Linked DNA regions of Mus musculus: regions 2 and 3 are each linked to region 1. The links are chromatin contacts, called in public Hi-C and HiChIP or PLAC-seq maps. All regions are on one chromosome and are shown on one strand. The core of a region is the stretch at or near the end of the contact, and the rest is flanking DNA. Distances in the headings are between cores, read along the strand shown. Region 1 holds the start of Snip1 (Smad nuclear interacting protein 1). Region 2 holds the start of Thrap3 (thyroid hormone receptor associated protein 3). Region 3 holds the start of Map7d1 (MAP7 domain containing 1).

The links. Hi-C and Micro-C count contacts between places; a contact is called where the count stands out from the background. HiChIP or PLAC-seq counts read pairs in DNA pulled down with a chosen protein or histone mark.
Region 2: a Hi-C map of B cells shows a contact between it and region 1, with 7 read pairs. The contact joins the promoter of Thrap3 here to the promoter of Snip1 in region 1. A contact is called at or near these places in 3 of 39 promoter capture datasets (hippocampal neurons, liver and pre-B cells), 1 of 484 Hi-C or Micro-C datasets (B cells), 1 of 115 datasets of contacts at active chromatin or transcription factors (astrocytes) and 2 of 9 other capture datasets (adipose tissue and pancreatic islet).
Region 3: a contact with region 1 is called in an H3K27ac HiChIP or PLAC-seq map of extraembryonic endoderm stem cells, with 6 times the contacts expected there. The contact joins the promoter of Map7d1 here to the promoter of Snip1 in region 1. A contact is called at or near these places in 2 of 39 promoter capture datasets (hippocampal neurons and pre-B cells) and 5 of 115 datasets of contacts at active chromatin or transcription factors (embryonic midbrain, extraembryonic endoderm stem cells, forebrain and 2 more).

Annotation. Positions count from the first base shown.
Region 1 is chr4:125,065,291-125,068,010 of GRCm38.p6, reverse strand. It overlaps Snip1 (Smad nuclear interacting protein 1), which reads right to left and starts at 1,339. Exons shown (of 4, transcript NM_175246.5): 1 at 1,059-1,339. The coding sequence starts at 1,258. Dnali1 (dynein, axonemal, light intermediate polypeptide 1) reads left to right here and starts at 2,354. Exons shown (of 6, transcript NM_175223.4): 1 at 2,354-2,493. The coding sequence starts at 2,413.
Region 2 is chr4:126,201,419-126,204,118 of GRCm38.p6, reverse strand. It overlaps Thrap3 (thyroid hormone receptor associated protein 3), which reads left to right and starts at 1,409. Exons shown (of 12, transcript NM_001356455.1): 1 at 1,409-1,549.
Region 3 is chr4:126,254,950-126,257,649 of GRCm38.p6, reverse strand. It overlaps Map7d1 (MAP7 domain containing 1), which reads left to right and starts at 1,331. Exons shown (of 18, transcript NM_001347198.1): 1 at 1,331-1,633. The coding sequence starts at 1,588.

The DNA of each region.
Region 1 (2,720 bases), core at 90-2,589:
CCTACTAAACACAACACATCTGTGAGATCAGTAGCCACAGCAGGCCTTCACTTCCCATAAACACTTCTCCCAACCACATACACAATGGCCTGCTAAGCCTTCTCACCTAGACAACCTTATTCTCCAACCCCAACGCCTCAGAAACCTTTCTTCTCCGGATGCGCCATCCTACTATCTGGCACTACTATCCAGGAAGCCAATCTAGCCTGGTTTTTTCCCTAACACAACTCCCTTCTCCAACAACCAAAACCAATCCCTTGGCAGGTCTCAGGGCCCTGCCCTGTCCTCCATCCCACATCCTTCCTACCAGCCTACAATGCTGCTCCATCTCTCAATTCCAGATATGCTGGCTGTTTTGTTTTTGTTTTTGTTGCTGCTGTTGTTCAACTTCTAAAACAAACAGAATTCCAGCTCAGGTTCTATGTATATATTTTTCTGTCATAATCGTGCACGCGCCGTGTTTGTGTGTATACACTCAGAAACCTCCTGTCTCAGCATCCCCTCTGCTGGGTTACAAGCATGCCCGACCACAGTGGGTTGGTCCTTCCTGGAGTCTTTGCTAAAAGACTCTTGACTCAAGAGAATGGATCAATCCTACCAGCCAGGTCTCCGTTAAGGAGCACCTCTGTACAAGCCCTCTCTTTTTTCTACCCAGCCTCTCGCTACCACACTGCCGTTTTGATCTGTCTTTAATACTGACTGAAATTATCTATTTGTTGTTTTCCTTCTTCGAGTTAGAGCCTGCCCAACTTCGCCAAGGAAAAAGCATCTCTCTTCTTTGCCTTGTGACCCAGTACCTCCAATTGATCTTTAACCCACACTACGCACTCAATAAATCGATGCCACATGGAGGCATTGGCGAATGAGTGCTGCGAAGAAGTCGCCAAGACCCAACGTGTCTTTGTAGGCAGACGAGGGGAGAAGCCACTCGCACCATCCACTCGCGGGCAGGCGGGGGAAATCTCATTTCAACTCAACAGGTGCTCTGCACTCCAGAGCCGCTCGCACCACCGGCCCCCGCGCCATCCCGTCCTCCGCCCAATCACCGGCTCGCTTACCGGGCTCGGCTCCCGCGGTGACCCGAGTGGCCAGGCTCGGCGGCGGGCGGGGACAGGCTAGCGGCTGGAGCGTCGGGCCGGCGGTGCGCGACGGGTTCGGGGCTCAGACGCTCCTGTTTCACCACCACGGTCGTCAGAGCGTCGCCTGACCGGTGTCGCCGCCGGCCGCTCCGCTCCCGCTCGCTTTTCCCCGCCTTCATCCTGCGGCCCGACCGAGAGTCACTTGCACGGTCCGTTGAGCCACTTGAGCCGTAGGAAGTGACGGACAGCTTTGCACTTCCGCTTCCGGGCAGCGCGCTATCCCAGAAGCCTTCACGGTGTCGGCCCCCCTGATGGGCGGGGCCCCAGGTGTTTGAGTCTCAGACGCTGGGGACGCCGGCGCGAGTGGCCACGGGGTCCCCGCTGCTGGGAGGTGTGGCTGGAGTACTGAAAAGGCAGGGCCAACCCCCCGGGAGGCTGAAGCAGGAGGATCGCAGTAATTTCGAGGCCAACCTGGGCAATTTAGTGAAACTGTCTCAAAATCTGAAAAAGTTGTAGCTCGGATAGATCGCAAAGCTCTGAATTCATCCTCAGCACCGCCAAATAGAAATCAAGAGTTAAAAGGGGAGGGAAGGCTGAGATTGTAGCTTAGTTACCGAGCGAGCGTTTGCCTCGCGAGTACGAAGCCCTGGATTAGTCCCCAGAACCTCAAAAAAATATATATGACAATCTCCCCCCCCCCCCGTCATAGTCAGGTTTTCAGTGTACCCTGGCTGTTCTAGAAGTCACTCTATAACCAGGCTGACCTTGAACTCTGCCTCCCTCTGACTCCCAAATGCTGTCATTAAGGTGTGTGGTACCATCGCCCAGCTTTTTTTTTTTTTTTTTTTTTTTTTTTTTGAAAAAAGAAAAAAACCTGTGGGAAAGCTAACCCAGCTCTGTTCCTTGCGCGTTATTAGTAGTTACGAAACACAGACACTCAACAATGTGAAACTCTTTTTTGTTTCTTGAAATAGTGTCTCTATATAGCCTTGGCTGTCCTGGAATCCACAAAGATCTGCCAGCCTCTGGCTTCCAAATGCCAATCGTCGCCAAATACTCTATAGAGTCACTAGATGACTTCCGTTTTAATCAAAGGTGGTCTGTCCATTTCATCATAAACCGAAACAGACCTAACGCTAGGGGTCCAGTCTTCTTTACTAAGAAACTTAGTGCTTGCGGAGAAAGCACAGTAGAACAAAACTTGCACGCGGCCGGCACCGCCTTCCTCAGAGGCCCCGCCCCATCCATGGGGCAAGGAGAGGAGGGGTTTCCATGGTGATCGCAAACAAGACTCCACAGGGGCCGCTACGGAGTTGTTACCCCTACTGCCACCATGATACCCCCAGCAGACTCTCTGCTCAAATATGACACCCCGGTGTTGGTGAGCCGGAATACAGAGAAACGGAGCCCCACGGTATGAACAGGCGTCTCAGGGGACGCGAGATCCTACAAACTCCCATGGGGAAAAGACATCCCAGCTTTGAGGATCTCTGGAATTTCAGGGGACAGATTGCTGGGGCTGACAGCCAAGGGAATTGGGACAGGGATGGAGGTTGGGAGAAGAGAACAAGAAGCCTAGCTATGACCTTAGAGGACAAATTTAAGATGAGAAAAGTCACATGGAAAAGATGGGGTTTGTGG
Region 2 (2,700 bases), core at 160-2,659, 1.1 Mb before region 1:
ACTCTTCGAGTCTTTGTTCTGTACCCCAAACCCTCCCAATAAATCTGCTTTATGAGATTTGCTGCCTGGTATGGCTTTCTCATTGGAAGAAGCTAAGAAGAAAAGAAGCCATGAAGAGAAGAAGAGAAGAAAGATCAGGGCTGAGGCTCCCGAGCTGCAATGCCTCTGCTGAAGAGGCTTCCTCTCAGAGCGTAGCGGTTCCTGGGCCTTCCGAATCCCTGGATACCCTTCCTTCCATCTGAACAGGAACAGTTTCAATAGCTACAGCAGTACAGTAGCTCGTAAATGCATGACAGAAAAGGTGACGTTTGAACGCTTACATGTGCAGGATTCACTAAGGCAAGCAAGTGCAGAGAAAACCAAACTGCTCTAAAAAACCTTAGTGACCATGTGAGAAACAGCCTCGTAGTGACTTAACATCTGTAAGCTCAGCAGTCATGAATGAGGCTGAGACGAAAAGGCTGCCTTGAGTTTAGGGGACGGCCTGTGCTACCCGGTGATTTCCAGGACAGCTTGGCATACAACGGGAGATTCTGTTCTAAAAATTAAAGTTAACAAAAAACAAAAAAAAACAAAAAACAAAAACCAAGGAGAAAACACAAATCCCAGGGTTTCACTTTCCAGGACATTTGTGGTTCCACAGGTACTAATATACTTCCTGGGCCCATGTTCTTAAAAAACTTCTCTGGGCCAAGTTTGAGGCCAGCCTGCTCTACCTAGAGTATTTCAGTATACCGAGAACCCTGTCTAGAATCCCCGCTCCCCATGAAAAAAATCCCCAAACTAAAAACCTCTTTGGGCTCTTATTGCCATTAAATGGGACAGGAGGTGGCTGTAGGAGAGACCGAGATCCAACGGACTTCTGGGTCCCCTGAGATCACACTATCAAAACAACTCTTCTCCATTTTGCGTTGCGTTTTCTGGGTTCCGGGTGATCAAGTGCCTTCCTTTGTCGGGGACCTCCCAACAACTCTGTGAGGTACAAATTATGAGCCTCACTTTATACAACGATCTGTTCAAGGTCAGAAAGCAGGGGAAGGGTAAGGCACAGAACGAATGCCAAGAGGCCTGATGGCCACCAAACTAGAGACTTTCCGGGGACGTAAGCAGAAGACGAGTGGGTGGGGCTCGGGCCCTCCCTCAGTCCCCCGGAGAGGCCTCTCCAAAATGGTGGGGGCAGTGGCGTCAGCAACGCCCGGGCCCCTTCCGTCCACCTCCCTCCCTCTTCCTCAGGCCACCCAGGCGGGAGCGGGGGGAGGGGGGAACGGAGGCGCAACGCAGTCGCCCACGTGACCGCCGATCTTCGGGCGCGTGACGCAAAGCGGCGGGCCCAACGCTCGCTCTGCCTTGTGGGAAATAGAGTTCGAGAGGACGTCCGGTGAGTCAGGAGAGAGAAACCTAGGACTACATTTCCCAGGAGGTAGCGGAGCGAGGCGGTAGCCGCCGTCGTCGGAGAGCGGGGACGCGGGGCGCGCTAGCGGGCGGGGGCGAGCTTCGGGCCGGTTGTGCCGTTGCGAGATTGCAGCTGTAGTCGCTCCGGCCGGTCAAGGTGAGTGGACGCAGTTGATGGGAGTGAGGACAGCTCAGCTAATCTCTGTGTGTTGGGGTTTTCCTCTTTTCTGGGCGCCGGCTGGGCCCCGGCGAGGGTTAGGCCTAGCGTGCGGCGGCTTCCTCCACGCTCGGCCCGGGCCTGCTCCGAGCGGGCCCTGCTCCATCGGCTCCTCCCCCTCCCCGCCCTTCTCCGCTTCCCTCCGCTCCGGCCTAGTTCTCCGGGCTCCGGCCGCCTTCTCTCTGAAACAGCTTGCACACTTCTGTGCACTGTGCGGGAACGACGGCTTCCACCAACTCCATCTCCCCCCCGCCCCCCAAATCCTGTTTTACGAACCTCGTTATTTGAATTTTTTTTTTCCGGGAACTCTTGCACGCCCTTCCCCCACCAGTCTCCATTGGCCTGGTTCTGTCTTCTAGGGCCCATGTGGCTGCTAGCACACTAAATGTTAGTACTTCTTCTGTGTTTGTTTTTTTTTTAAACTTGTTTGTTCTTTTGTTTTGTTTTCTTCCTCTCTTGGCCAAAAGAGGCCTATTCCAAGTTTATTTCCTATCGGAAAAATAGTTCCCACTTTCTTCCTTTGGTTGCAAGTGAGGCCGACTTGCGTTCCTTCGGTGATTGGCGTGTGCCCTGCTGGTGAGAAGCAGTTGTGTCCCACACTTAAACAACTTTTCTCTTATTTTCTTTGCTCTTGTGATTCTTAATGGGTGGAGCGTGGCGGCGGTAGTTGGCGGCAACATTGGTGGCCCAGAAGTTGGAAGCCATCGGTGAGAGTCCTATGTTAACGAGGAGCTTGCTAATTGGATAGAAACAATATGGCAAGGACGTTATAGGACAGAGCCAAGAAAGACGGCTTTATCAGCTTTTGCGTTTAAATTTCAGTTTTTACTTTAACGTACTTAAGTTTTTTTGTTTTTTTTTTTCTTTTTCTAAAATGGCAGTGCACAACCCTGGCTACCTTTAGTGTAAATATTCAACGAAATTCACTGACGGTTAACCCCTTGTTACCGGGTATGGGAGTTTTCGATTGTGGGTCCTAAGTCGAAAGGCATGTATCCAACTGTCTTTTTTCAGATCTTTCCTAGTTTTGTTTGTGGAAATACTGTCCGTGTGTAGTCAATCCTATTATTTAGACAGCTTAGGTGTATATA
Region 3 (2,700 bases), core at 82-2,581, 1.2 Mb before region 1:
TTATCAACTTTAGAGTTTCAGGAGACGTGTCACTCTCGTTGCTGGCCTTTAGCACCATCCTTTTCTAAAGTCACTCAGCCTCCACCTCGGGCGAATCTTCCCTCCCCCCTCCCCCCAGGGTTCAAAGCGCCAGTTACTTACTACTGGGATAGAAACTGCTGCTAGGTTGCCTGAAACTTCTCCCTTTCCCTGAATCGTACTCCCTGCCCTCTCCCTTGGAATGACTGTTCTGTGGAGGTGCTCTAAGGAAGGAGGGTCCAGTGGTTAGGAAGGGGAAGGAGAGACAGGGAGACAGTGCCTCCCTGGCCCTAATCTGTGGACAACTAGAGAAATGACCTCCAGGTCAGGACAAAGAGCAGGGCTAGGATAGGCAGAGCCCAGCGGCCCCTCCTTCCTCCCTCCAGTCTGGTCCTCTCTGCACCAGTACCTCTACTATCGATCCACCTTCCCAGCAAGCTCCCTGCACCCTGTCCGAAGCCAAGCCCGACTTGGCTCGAAGCCCTCACCTCAGCGGGCGGGCATTGAAACAGGAGATAGGAGAGCCCACTCCAGAGCCCCGAGTATTTTCGGGGAGGAGGGTGAAGTGAGGCTTACTACTCTTTATCGCGACGAGCCGTAGGAAAGAAAAATCCTTCTGGAGAGATGTGGGGGCGGGGGATGGGGGTCTTCTGATGAAGGTAGGGGAGGCTCTAGGCTAGGACCACCCAGTTTGGATCAGGGAGGGCCCCAGCAGATTAGAGACCTGAGTAAAGCGCCTTACAGGGTTGTAATTACTCCCAGAGAAACAGAGAAGACACCAACCCTAGGGTGCAAGAGGAAAAGCGCCTTCGCAGCCATCACCAGAAAAGAGAAAGGATAGCCCTTTTAGGAGTCTCCATGAGACCGTTCTTCAGGCGTTGCAACGCCCCCCCCCCAATAAAGATTTTTGTCTGAGGCAGGCTTGGGAGAGAATTTAGACTGCACGCTAGAGCCTCCAGCATCCAGAGAGAGAATAGGGGATCCTAACCCAGCACCCCACTCCCCTAGTCCCAGCGGCCGGTGAGTCACCCGAGAGCTCCCTACATAGTCTTCAGGCGCGCGGCACGTACCAACGCGCGGCCGCAGGGGGAGTCAGTGTGGCCAGCAGCGTGCCCCCAGCTCGGCGTCCGCCCTGCGGCGACCACAGAAGGAGCATCGTGAAGTTCCGGGAGCTGCATCGCAGGGCGGTGTCGGAGCCCTCTGGTTGTGCCCGTGGTGGCTCCGTACTCCATCACTGCGGGGGCGGTCATCCCCCGCGCACTTGGTACATTCGGAGAGGCCAGGCCCAGCCCGGGCGGTACAATAGGGTTGGGCCGCGACCAGGACTGGGCCGGCGCGGGGCAAAGGAGCAGAATCGCGGTCGCGGAGGACCGACCTCGGGTAGCTGGCTACTCAGAGCTTCGTTAGCCACCGGCCTCTACCTCTCCCACTCGGAACGCCGCCGCCTCTGGGTCTTTGCCCGCTGGGCGGGCCGGGCGGGATGCGCCGCGGGACCCTGGTCCTGGCCTCCGGCCGTCGCCGCCGTCGCGGCTGAGACCCTCCCCCAAAACCTCCAGTGACGCCGCAGCCATGGAGAGTGGCCCGCGTGTGGAGCCCGGCCCGGGCGCACCCGCAGGTAAGCCGGGAGCCACACAAGAGCGAGCCCGGAGGGGGACCGAGTAGCCGCAGGGCGGCCGAGGATGAGGCTGGCGGCTGGGCGGGGACCCCTCCCCCCCGCGCCCTCTGACCACTTAGAAGTTTAAAAATAAAGGCTGTGGCCGCTGCCGAGGCTCCGGGCCACGGACGCATCTTCTGACAGCTGCCTCCTCCCCCCAACCTCCGCGCCGGGAAGCACGGGGCATCGGGATCCGTGGGAACCCGGCTAGGGATTCGATGGGGTGACCCTTCTGCCGCAGCCTGGTGCTATCCTCTCGTCCCCACCCCCACTCTCCTTCGAGATCCACCCCAGACTCTGAAGATCCTCTTTTACTGAGCTGGAGCTACTGTCTTCTCCATCCTCCGCGGGCACGTGTGACCTTAGTCTTAATATGTGTGTTAGGGTACCAGATTCTCAGGTCTGGAACTATGCATACCGAAGCTAGGCCCTCGTACCCCCACGCCCAGGCCCTGGCCCAGACCTCGCCCCCACCCCATCCGTCCAGCTGCCGCGCAAAGGGCCTGTTGCTGTTGTGGGCCGACCAGGAGGGGAGGGAGACGAGGGGGAGGTCTTTAGCGGTGGCTGCCAAGTAACCCGCCGGATAAAGGCGAGGGGGAGGGGGAGGCGGTATTGTTTGGGGCGCGGGTGGGAGCTGGGGAGTGGGCCGCCTTCCCAAAAGCCAGGCCTACTTCAGAGCCCACCCAGTCTGATTTGGGACAGGAGTGACAGAGGTCTGCCGGCACCACGTCACTTCTTTGGGCCGGACTCTGTAGAATGAGGTGACCGCTCAAGGATGGCACTCCCTACATGCCACATCATTCCCTCAGACTGAGGGTTTTTGGATGCTTTACACACACACACACACACACACACACACACAGAGTCTCAATGCCCTAGACCACCAAAGCTCTCCTTTCCACCCCTCACCCCACCAACCACCAGTGTTCTGGACTTCTGCAAACCCCATTCTATCTGGGAGCAGCTGACGAGGGGGTGGGGACAGAATTCTGGTTGGGCCCCGTGTTGGAGGGAGGACTCTTTCTTCC